Linked DNA regions of Mus musculus: regions 1, 3 and 4 are each linked to region 2. A link is a contact called in public promoter capture Hi-C data. All regions are on one chromosome and are shown on one strand. Each heading gives the region's core, a stretch centred on a gene start, on an enhancer-like site or on the middle of the called end of the contact. The rest is flanking DNA. Distances are from core to core; before and after follow the strand shown.

Region 1 (2,700 bases), core at 174-2,673, 3.3 Mb before region 2:
GAAAGAGCAACAAAAACAAAAGTCTCTTCAATTGCTTTGGGAAATTAAATGCGGACACATTTCAGTATGGCTTTCAAAAACCAGTGTTTACAGCACGAGGTCAGTGACGGATAAAAACTCACATCTATCTGCGCGTACCTGGGCGGTGAAGACCGGCAAGAAGGGAGGGAGGGAAAAAGGAAACGTTCCCTAAAACCCAGAAGACCTGCCTGGATGTGAGATAGCCCGACCTTTTGGCACTCGCAAAGACTGCCGCAGAGAAAATGCAACCTGTCCCGAAATGCTCAGGTGGAAAAGAAGAAAACATCCTTGCTGCACCCTGACCCCTGGCACGCTCGCTGCACCTGAAAAGACTCGAGGTTTTCCGCCAGAGGAAAACACGGTGCGGGAGAAGGGACCGGGAACCCGGAGGCCAACGGTCACCCCCACCCCACCTCCGAGGGGACGGAAATTAGGCAAAGCTCACCATGATTATCTTTCTGTCCGATATTGTGCGTGCGGATGAGCGAGGACAGTCTCCTCACGTCCCCCTTAAAGACGCACTCGTGGACCGGGTAGAGCGAGGGGCAGCCGCCTCCGTCAGCGACTAAAGCGGGGTTGCTGCCGCCCAGGCAGGCCGGGGCAGGGCAGGTGGCAGTCACTGCGTTGTGCTGCGGCGGGGCCGGAACGCCGGGGCCCGGAACGGCGGGCGCCTTCAGCTGCAGCCGGTGGTGGTGGCTGAAGATCTTATGGCAGGCCTTGCCGCCCTTGCCGCTGCCGCCCGGTCCGCTTCTGCCCCCGGTGAAGGCGCCGCCGAGCGCGGCTGTCGCCTCCTCCTCGCAGGGCTCCAGCACGTCCCCGTCCTCTTTGCTGGGCTTGTGGTCCCTCCGCAGGGAGCGGATCTTCTCCCCGGTCATAGCCGCCGCGGCGCGCGGGACAGGCTCCGGGAGGCTCACCGCGGGCCGAGCCGGCGCGGCGGCGGCGCCGGGCGATTAGAGCGGCGGCCGCGAGCCTAGCACGCAGCATGAACTCCCGGGGCGACCGCGGGTCCGCGACACGCGCATCTCCCGGAGGCGGCGGCCCTCGTCTCGGACGAGGAAAGCCGCAGCTCAAGAGACCACGACCGCACGACGCCCGGCGCCGCCGCCGCCGCCTCCTCCTCACTCGGAAAGACCCGGCGCAGCCATCTTTCCCCGGCTCCTCTCGCGAGAGCTTCGGAGGAAACGCCGCCGCGGAGTGTTAGAGGGCCGCTTCTGCGCTTGGGTCAGGGTCCGGGCAGCGCCCGCGCTCCTCTCGCACAGGGTTCCACCCTGGGCCGGGCCCTGCGGCTGAATTCAGACCCAGACTCAGAGCTCTGACCTGGTGCTCTGGGCCTTCGTAAAGGAGGAGGTCAACGGCAGTTACGAACTCTAGCTTAAAGGCTGAAACCCTGTTTGTCAACCTCCCTCAGAACGACGTAGGAAGACACCACCGGATATCGGACGTGACGTCACTCAGCTGCGCTGGACCTTCAGTAAACACTCGCTAAGACTCTGCTGGGTTCCCTAACCTGTGCAAGGACTTGCTCAGGCTGGCAAGGCTGTAGGCGAGGAGAGATGGCCAGTTATCCTGGAGGAATCTAGGGCCTGACTTTGGAATTCAAAGGCTGTTTATTACACCGGGAATGGAGGATTTTTCAAACAGCTGTTAGTTGAGTGTATTTGGGACAAACGTCAGAGTTAAAGTATGTGGAGGATGCTTACTTGAGGAAATGGAGTAATTGTTTTTAAATAAGTGGGCAGTAACCCGGGTGAGAGATGATGAAAGCATGCTCTGGGATACAGTGAATCCGGAAAAAGCTTAAGACTCCTTTAAAAATGAGTTCAAATTTAGCATATTGAAGTTGGAGGTCCTTGGTGTTTTTACACAGAGTGCTAGTTATACAGTTTGGAATTTTGGACATAAATTCTTTGGAAGTAGGAAACGGATCTTAGATCAGATTCAGGAATTGCACAGTAACCCAGCGAAATAAAATGGTGTAGAACAAAAGTGCCATAAGACGTATAGAATGAATAGTCGAGGTAGTGAGTGGGAATCAAAGCACTGTGTGTGTGTGTGTGTGTGTGTGTGTGTGTGTGTGTGATGAAATTGTGAACATTTAGAAAACTAAACTGAACATGGTGGCTCACATCAATAAGTTCCAGCACTCCAGAAACTGAGGAAGGGCAAAAGGATTGATCACATGGATTCAAGGCTAGCCTGAGCTACAGAGTGAATGCTGTCCCAAAATTAGTAGATGGACCAGTGACATGACATGCCACTGAGCATTCAATCCCTGGGACCCACATGGTAAAAGAAAAGAACCCATTCCAACAAATTGTCCTCTGGTGCATACCCACACACACACACAAAATTAGTCTTAAAAAAAAAAAAAAAAAACAGTAAATAGTAGGTAGGCAGCCAAAATCATGTACCTAATTACTGGCTGCTACCTCTTGATGGATGTTAAAACTCCTAAGTGTTCTTTCAGTGAAATCAAACACCATGAACATTTTTTTTTAAGACAACCTATTGTGGTGGTATATGCTTACAATCCCAGCACTCGGGAAGTAGATACAGGAAGGTTGCCTCAAGTGACTGTTCTCAAAAAACAAACATCTCATCCCTTTAAACTTTGAGGTTTAAGGCTTATAGTATGTAATGGGTAGGGACATCAAAATATGAGTACTATTAAAGATATTT
Region 2 (2,700 bases), core at 128-2,627:
ATTGAAACTCATTCATTGGTTTAAATGAAAGTTAAATGGGTAGGGGATATGTTAGACGTATGTATATCTTAACATAGAGTTAGTGAGTCAACTCTCAAACTCAAGAGGAAAGACATATTACTAATGAAGTGCAGAGGGCCAAGGTTAGGGCTAGCGGCAAGGAACACTTGTTATCCTCTTGCTGAGGGCTTCATTTGGCTTTCCAGCACCAACTTGGTGACTCAGGCTCGAAACCTATTCTAACTCCAGTCCCAGGAGATCTAATACCCTCTTCTGTCCTTTGAGTGCACCAGGAATACACACGGTGTGGAAAAAAGAGCAAAATAAAATAAAATTGATTTCTAGAGAGAGTTTTAAATGAAGACTAAAAAAGAGGCCTCATAGTTATAAAATGTACTGCCACTGTTCCAGAATGGCTCATGGAAGCTTGTGGCTTACTATTAACTTGGAAACACGAATAAATGATGAAAATTAAAGTATCCAGTCCAAGTCTTCTGGCTATATGATGTTGTCACGGTCTTGCTTTCACACTGATCACTCTGTACCCCTGCAGCATCTCATGGACAGGGCAGGCCCCGCTTCAGTGTGACAGAATGCTGCTTGCTACAAGCTGCATTTCCTAGGGCAGGAGCCAGCGGGGAGTTATGGTGGCTTCAGGGGCTCGAGGTGGACACGAAGTCCACACAGTGGCCTCTGCACTTTCAATCATTAACAGGTCTTTTCTGGTCACAAGACTGAGGCAGGAACTCTGGGAACTGTAAATGCGCAAGATGTAGTTAACAATGTATTAGGTTTTTCTAACTCTGTCCCTCTCTGTGTCCCTCTGTCTCTGACTCTCTCTAGGTCTCTCTTCTTTCTTTTGAAGACTACTGTAGGTGGGTGCCACTATGTCTAAAAATAGGAATAACAACGCCCACTGCATACACACCGGAGGACAGAACACAGACCTCCTCTACCTGCACCTGGGAAGTTGTGAACCCGGAGTTGGGGCGCGAGTGCCTGGGTGGCGGCAGAAATCCCCAGGCATCAGTAGGCAGCTACCCCAGTCGGAACCACCGGCCGCCTGCTGTGCAGTTCTCCAGTGCAGATAGATCTCCTGGAGCCTAGAACTTGAAAGAAAGAAAAAAAAAAAAAAAAAAGCCTCCCGGCAGACAAGAGTAGGACCTTGCTTGCGGTCCTGGGTGACTTACCCTCCTCTAGAGTAGGAAACAAAACCTCCTAAGCTCCAGAAGGTCTGTGGGGAAAGAGGTGGGCTGGCTTTCCCTAACTTCGCTAGGCTCCCCCTCTCGGTTTACGCCTGTACGGTCTGGCGGCGCACGTCTTGCTCCTGGTTGCGCCAATGGGGAACTTTGGTCCTCTCCGGCCACCGTGGCGGCAATATGGCTGCGCCCATGGAGAAGAAGGCGCATTCCAGAGCAGAAAGCCGACCCCAGCTCGCTCGCTCGCTCATGGACCGTAGCGCGGAGTTCGGCCGGTGGAAGGCGCAGAGTCTGAGCAAGGCGGACCTTAGCCGCAAGGGCAGTGTGGACGAGGACGCGGTGGAGGTGGTGGAGCTCCTGAACTCGCGGGAAGAGTTTTTCACCACCAGCTCCTGCGCAGGGCGCATCCTCCTTCTGGACGGGGTGAGGCCCGGGCCGGGGGAGGCTGTGCAATGCTAATGCGTCCTCCGGGTGATGGTGGAGCTAGCTTAAGTGGCGAAGGCTGGGGATTGGATTTACAGAGCGCTGGAGGAGCTCGAGTCTCCAAGTCCCTTCGGTCACGCTCGCCCTCGAGCCGCGCTAACCCAATCACTGTCGCTATGAGATGGGCGCCCGAAGGTTAAGGGGTCGCTGCCCCCTGGTGGCCGGTGTCATTATTACAGCCCTGGGCATTTTAGCTCTAAATGAAACAGTACTGTAGATACATGGTCAAAGCCCCTGGCTGCACGCTCTCATCCTCTTCCTGTCCCACAACACAGGATAACTAGACAACACGTGAAATAGGGTAATTTATTTCCAACATTTCTCATCGTGCCTGGCCCCATATTGCTGGTTAAAAGTCGCTAGGTTCCGCTTGGTTCTTCACGTACTGAAGTCCCAGATTATCGAGGTCTGTTCATGTTTATATTGCTTCCACCACTCCCGTTCTGTTCATGGACACTCTTGCTCACAAGCTAGCTGCCCACACCTCTTCTACAACTGCCCTGCCTGGGTTTATTCAGACGAGTCTCCAAAACACTGTTGTCTCTTCTCCAAGCCATGTTTCACAACACATTCATATGTATATGCATATGAGGGATGCATACACATATATGTATAATATATTTATAAATGTATAAATATATATGTATATACTATGTGTAAAATATCTATAATGAAAACATATTATAATTATGATTATACAAAATATAATCATAATAGAATATGATATATATTTTATATATTTTCATTTTTAAGCAGAATTTACTTTAGAAAATCCAAATTTATATTGTTCTGTAACCTGCAATCCTTTCCTCATTTTAACCAACTGCCAAGATTGAACTATTTTCTTTAGTTACTTGTCTTTGTCTTGTTCCTGTTCTTCATTTAGGAGTGGCAGAGTACTGAGAACCGAACTTAGGGTCTCGATCATGCTCAGCAAACACTCTACCACTGAGTGAAACTTCCAGCCTCCTCCCTACCTTTTGTTTTTTTTTTTTTTTAAACCTTCTAAAACAGGATC
Region 3 (2,700 bases), core at 83-2,582, 3.4 Mb before region 2:
TTCCCATAACAACAAAACAAACCAAAACACAGTCCATTATGCTCTGCCCATAACATTCAGCTTTTTTCCTAGACCTACATTCCAGAGCCTTCCACATTCTAGCCATATAAAATAGTTCAAATATCCTAGGAACCATGTAGTCAGATTTATCCACTTTCTGGGTACCAATTTCTATTCTACTCTTCTTTCCAGACGCTGTGGTAAAATACCATAACAAAGAACCTTAGAGAAAAAGTTTATTTTAGCTCATAATTTCATTTGCAGGCCATCAGTCAAGATGGCAGGAACTTGGAACAGCTACTCACAACACAACTACAATCAAGAGCAGAGGGAGAAATGAATTAAGGCACGCACACTTTTTTATACGACTCAACCTTTGGATTCAAGACCCAACTTAGGGAATGGCACAACCCACAGTGGGCTAGATCTTCCTACATCAATTATCAATCAAGACAGGTCTTCATAGACGTTCTTCATAGAGAACATGATCTAAATAATCCCTCATTGATTGTGTCAACTTGACACAAGTAATCATCACATTCAGTAAGCATACACATAATGTCTTTACTTAGTCAACCTTACAGATACATAAGTACATTATTAGAAGTGGAAGATTTTAATCAATGCAAGTAGAAAAAAATATTACAGAAAGAATGCTTCACTTCTCAATCCTCTCTTTGTCTCTGTCCTCTCCTACCAAACACATACACTACAAAGGTATTTATTTATACTTAGTAATATGTAGATTTGTGCTTGTTGATCATTCATAGGTTTCTCAGGATGTTCTCAAATTCATATACTCCGCAGCATTTACTCTGAATTAGTACTTAGGATAAGGAGTATGTTTGTCATTGGGATTTTCCTCAAGTGGAAGAAAAAAAAAGGCTAGGCTTGAAAGAAAATTATTCTAAGCTCACAGAGGGGAGCTGGTAAAACGAAAATAAGAGGAAGGCGAATCAAATACCTGCCTATCCTCTATCTCACAGCGAATTTACTCCCAAACTACGATGTTTATCCCGTATTCTGTGGACATCTCAGTGAACACTTCGAGTAAGTCAAGGCCAGTCTTAGCAGGGCCACGGAGCAGGCGCGGGTGGGTGCACAGGGGACCAAGAGGATGTTCGCGCGCTGCCTCACCTTCCCCGAGGTTCCTTCCCGCCAAGTTGAGTTGGCCGCTGCTTCTCGCTGCCTTCAGCAGGCCCTGGGGAACAGAGGGGCCTCTGTCCTTGCCCTCCGCGTGGAATCCCGCACGAGGGTCAAACCTAGGGGCTCTCAGCTGGCGCGACATATTCAAAAGCTCACACCGGAAGCCCCGACCACGGCTGTGACGTTTCAAGGTGCCATGGCTGGATAACCCCGCCCCTTCCGCCTCACAGTAATCCGGGCCTTGCCCTAGCTGCGCGCGCTGATGTCGTCACCGCCAGCTCCCGGGACCGCAGGACCGACGAGCCCTTCCGTTGCCCTCACCAACCTCGCCCTCAGGAGAAACTTCTTTCGGGTAAGTGCGTCTAACGGGCTGAGAGGTCCTCGTGGGGGGAACATGGGCTCCCTAGACAGCGCGGTCGGGCATGGCTGCGCTACCCAACGTCGCATCAGAACGTGGCGGCGTCGAAACCTGAGGCGCGGCCTGTGGCCCTGGGCGCCAGGCCTGGGGATCGCTGAGTTCAGTGCGGTGATCGAATTGATCCCGGAGAACAGGATGGCGAGTGACACGAAGCTTGGCCCTTAAGCTTAAGTACCCACCTGACAGCTAAAAGCTGTGGTGAAGGGCTCGGACTTCGAATCCTGCTCGCTTACAGACTAACTTATGCAGTTGGTCCCACGCTTACGAAGCTCATTTTTCACTGATTTACCGATAATCCAGTCTTAAGAAGTTTTAAAAATAACTTCGGATAATGAAAATGTAAATACTGACCTGGCATGGTGGCGCACGTCTTTAATCACAGCACTAGATTAGGCAGAGTCAAATGGATCTCTTGAATTGGAGGTCAGCCAGGTCTACACAGCGAGTCCAGGACAGCCAGAGCAACAGAGAAACAGTCTCAAAAAAGAAAAAAGGAAAAAAAAAAGAAGAAGAAAGAAAGAAAGCAAAGAAAATTTAAATGCGTAGTTTTGTTGTAAATACAAAAAAGAAAATTTTATTTAATAAGTAGCGATTTCCTGCTTAGTTTTTCCTGGAGTTTACAAAGTATTGATATATTTTCCCAAACGAAGAAGTAGCCCTCAACTATCCAGGGCTGGGGATATAATTCCCTAACGTGGGCAGGGCCGTGAATCCTGTGTCCAGCGCAGACCAAATTCTTTGACTGAAATTGATTTTCTATTACATTCCTCTTTAAGTTTAGTGTTTCTTTTTGCACACGTGAATAGGGTTTCACGTGCCCTGGTGCCTCAGGAGGTTAGAGAACAACTTGAGGGAGTGGGTTTTTTTTTCCACCAACCTGCAGAGCCATCTCACCAGTATGAAATGGTTATGAGTCTGGGGGATGTTTAGAGATTCACTAGAATGCAGCGCCCAGCCACCTCAGTCGGGTTTATAAAGGCAAAGAATGCAAAATTACAATGTGTTTATGTTCAAGCAGAACAAATTTATTTACAGGAACATCAGTTAAAAATATATATCCTTAGCAGTCCTTAACATAGGAGGTCTAATTTTGCCTAACTACAGAGATTTTTAACTTTTAAACATAGTTAGCCATC
Region 4 (2,700 bases), core at 134-2,633, 3.3 Mb before region 2:
TGTCCTCTGACCTCTATGGGTGTGCCACACATTCCTCTGCACTCTCAAATACGATAAACAGACAAGTATACAAACAAATAGAAAACATCCATGTTTGTATAACCCAGGGCTTACCAACTGTACTTAGAACTGGACTCAGAACTGTTTCAGGCCCTTCTACTCCTCGGTGTTTTCTGTGATCTCATCAAAATGTACTTACGTCTTTAGAGATGGCTCAGGGAGCAAGAGCATTGCCCGCAGGAGCATTGGTTCCAGAGCACCAGGGCTTGGCTTTCTCTCCCACACGCAGATCACATCTGTTTCCAAATGCAGTTCCAGGGGAATCCAACAGCCTTTCTGACCTCTGTAGACATCAAGTATGCATGTGGTGCAATACACACACACACACACACACACACACACACACACACACAAACACATCGTTAAAATATACTCAGGCTGAGAACATACTTTAAAAGGAGAAATACTAATCAAGCAAGCATGGTAACCCGTTAGTGTTTCAGAGGCTACCCGCTTCCCCTGTGCCTCTGGCAGTGTACACTTGGTTCTGGAAGGTGATTGTGTCTGGAGCTAATTTGAAAAGCATACTGATTGTGTTTGCTCTTCGTAGCTTTTCCAAACCGTAGCTTTTAAAATCAGTTGTTTATTCCTTAACACCTTCCAAATTCGTTCAACAGTGTTTCAAAGTTTTAGGTTCGGGCTGGTGAGATGGCTCAACAGGTAAGAGCACCCGACTGCTCTTCTGAAGGTCCTGAGTTCAAATCCCGGCAACCACATGGTGGCTCACAACCATCCGTAACGAGATCTGACTCCCTCTTCTGGTGTGTCTGAAGACAGCTACAGTGTACTTACATATAATAATAAGTAAATATAAATAAATCTTAAAAAAAAAAAACAAAAAAAAAAACAAAGTTTTAGGTTCGACTTCCCAGGTACAGAAACTCCTTAAATTCCCCAGTTCTCGGACAAGGTGTAAAATTAGGTCAAAGCTACGTCTTTTTGGGAGCAAAGCTTGGGCCTTAAGGCCTGATCTTGGCCAGAGTAGAGACGCGGGCGCTGGTGGCACAGCTGTGGCGGTCCTCAGATCCGAGGGAAGCACCTGCCTGCGTGACCCTTGCCGGAACTCTGGGGCCACGCGAGGCTGCTGGAGGTTGCGTCCCTATCCTGCAGACAAAGGGGATCTCTGGGCTGAGTGCTGCACCTCAGTGCTGAGGTGTCCCACGTGGGCACTGCTCTGTGCCACTGGGAGGCGGGGCAGGAACGATCGGGGCAACACCTCCACTGCCGACCAATAAGCAGGGCCGCTGCCTAGGGACCAGCGATGATTGGTTGCGTCGGCCCCTCCCCACCCTGGATATAAGCGCCAAAGTCCAGAAGGTTTTAGCCAAAGCAACACCTCGCACTCCTGCCCCAGCATGCAGAAGGACGCCTCTTTGAGCGGCTTCCTGCCTAGTTTCCAGCATTTCGCCACTCAGGCCATCCACGTGGGACAAGAGCCTGAGCAATGGAATTCTCGTGCCGTGGTGCTGCCCATTTCGTTGGCCACCACATTTAAGCAGGACTTCCCGGGCCAGTCCTCGGTAAGCAGCCGGGCAGGGCTGGGCTGACTGTGGGAGCGCTCGGGACATGCGCTCTCTGCGATTTTCAGTTAAAAACCAGAACTGTAAGTTGTTGAATTCTGTAGCATCGAAGCTACCTGCAGCCAGTCCTACTTTGAAAAATGAAGGCTCTTGGGCTGGTGAAATGGCTCAGCAGTCGTGCTGACTAGTTTTATATCAACTTGACTCAAGCGAGAGAGGAGGGGACCTCGATTGAGACAATGCCTCCAGTAGATCAGGCTGCAAGCAGGCATTTTCTTAATTAGAGATTGATGGGGGAGGATAAGTCCATGGTGGGTGCCCCCCCCCCCCAGGCTAGTGGCCCTGCGTTCTATAAGAAGTTGGGTGAACGAGCCAGTAAGAAGCCACCTCTCCGTGGCCTCTGCATTAGTTCTTGCCTCCAGGTTCCTGTCCTAACTGCTTTCCATGGTGAACTGTTAAATGGAAGTAAAATAAAAAACTCTTTCCTCCCCAAGTTGGTTTGGGCATGGTGTTTATTACAGCAGGTATATAAAGGTGCTTGTCACCAGACCTGACTACTATAATTCAATCCCATAATCTATAGGATGGAAGGAGAGAACCAACTCCTGTAGTTGTTTTTTTTTTGTTGTTTGTTTGTTTGTTTTTGAGACAGGGTTTCTCAGTGTAGCCCTGGCTGTCCTGGAACTCACTTTGTAGACCAGGCTGGCCTCGAACTCAGAAATCCGCCTGCCTCTGCCTCCCAAGTGCTGGGATTAAAGGCATGAACCACCACCTTAGTTGTTCTTTGATGCACCCAAAGGCTTGCACTCTCCCTCTCTCTCCTTCTCTCCCCCCTCCCTCTCTTCTCTCTGTCCCCAGTCTCTTTCACCCACTCCGTCCCTCTCTCCCTGTCCTTCTCTTCCTCCCTCCCCCCTCAGTCTCTTTCTCTTTCTCCTCTCTCTCACACACTAAACAATGAAAATCCTAGAATTAAGATTAGTTTCAGTCGGTATGTTCAGTTAATAGCTAATGTGTATTTATGTACCAAGTGCGTACTTAAAATCTATGTGTGTTACATGTAGAGTCTCACTGAAGGTTAACAAGAAGGATCCTAGCCTGAACTAAGGTCTCAAGTGTTCAA

The links. Promoter capture Hi-C pulls out the DNA fragments that hold promoters and counts their contacts.
Region 1: a promoter capture Hi-C map of pre-B cells shows a contact between it and region 2. The contact joins the promoter of Ankrd13c here to the promoter of Tyw3 in region 2. A contact is called at or near these places in 3 of 39 promoter capture datasets (cranial neural crest, liver and pre-B cells) and 3 of 484 Hi-C or Micro-C datasets (B cells, CD4 T cells and regulatory T cells).
Region 3: a promoter capture Hi-C map of pre-B cells shows a contact between it and region 2. The contact joins the promoter of Lrrc40 here to the promoter of Tyw3 in region 2. A contact is called at or near these places in 3 of 39 promoter capture datasets (cranial neural crest, liver and pre-B cells) and 2 of 484 Hi-C or Micro-C datasets (CD4 T cells and pre-B cells).
Region 4: a promoter capture Hi-C map of pre-B cells shows a contact between it and region 2. The contact joins the promoter of Cth here to the promoter of Tyw3 in region 2. A contact is called at or near these places in 2 of 39 promoter capture datasets (cranial neural crest and pre-B cells).

Annotation. Positions count from the first base shown.
Region 1 is chr3:157,945,723-157,948,422 of GRCm38.p6, reverse strand. Ankrd13c (ankyrin repeat domain 13c) reads right to left here and starts at 1,423. Exons shown (of 13, transcript NM_001013806.2): 1 at 467-1,423. The coding sequence starts at 896.
Region 2 is chr3:154,595,775-154,598,474 of GRCm38.p6, reverse strand. It overlaps Tyw3 (tRNA-yW synthesizing protein 3 homolog (S. cerevisiae)), which reads left to right and starts at 1,377. Exons shown (of 6, transcript NM_172474.5): 1 at 1,377-1,622. The coding sequence starts at 1,449. Cryz (crystallin, zeta) reads right to left here and starts at 1,764. Exons shown (of 9, transcript NM_009968.4): 1 at 1,191-1,764.
Region 3 is chr3:158,035,314-158,038,013 of GRCm38.p6, reverse strand. It overlaps Lrrc40 (leucine rich repeat containing 40), which reads right to left and starts at 1,332. Exons shown (of 15, transcript NM_024194.6): 1 at 1,138-1,332. The coding sequence starts at 1,288. It overlaps Srsf11 (serine and arginine-rich splicing factor 11), which reads left to right and starts at 1,408. Exons shown (of 13, transcript NM_001379531.1): 1 at 1,408-1,498. The coding sequence starts at 1,409.
Region 4 is chr3:157,923,746-157,926,445 of GRCm38.p6, reverse strand. Cth (cystathionase (cystathionine gamma-lyase)) reads left to right here and starts at 1,383. Exons shown (of 12, transcript NM_145953.2): 1 at 1,383-1,580. The coding sequence starts at 1,416. It overlaps 1810013D15Rik (a long non-coding RNA gene), which reads right to left and starts at 1,238. Exons shown (of 6, transcript XR_867796.2): 1 at 1,100-1,238; 2 at 200-343.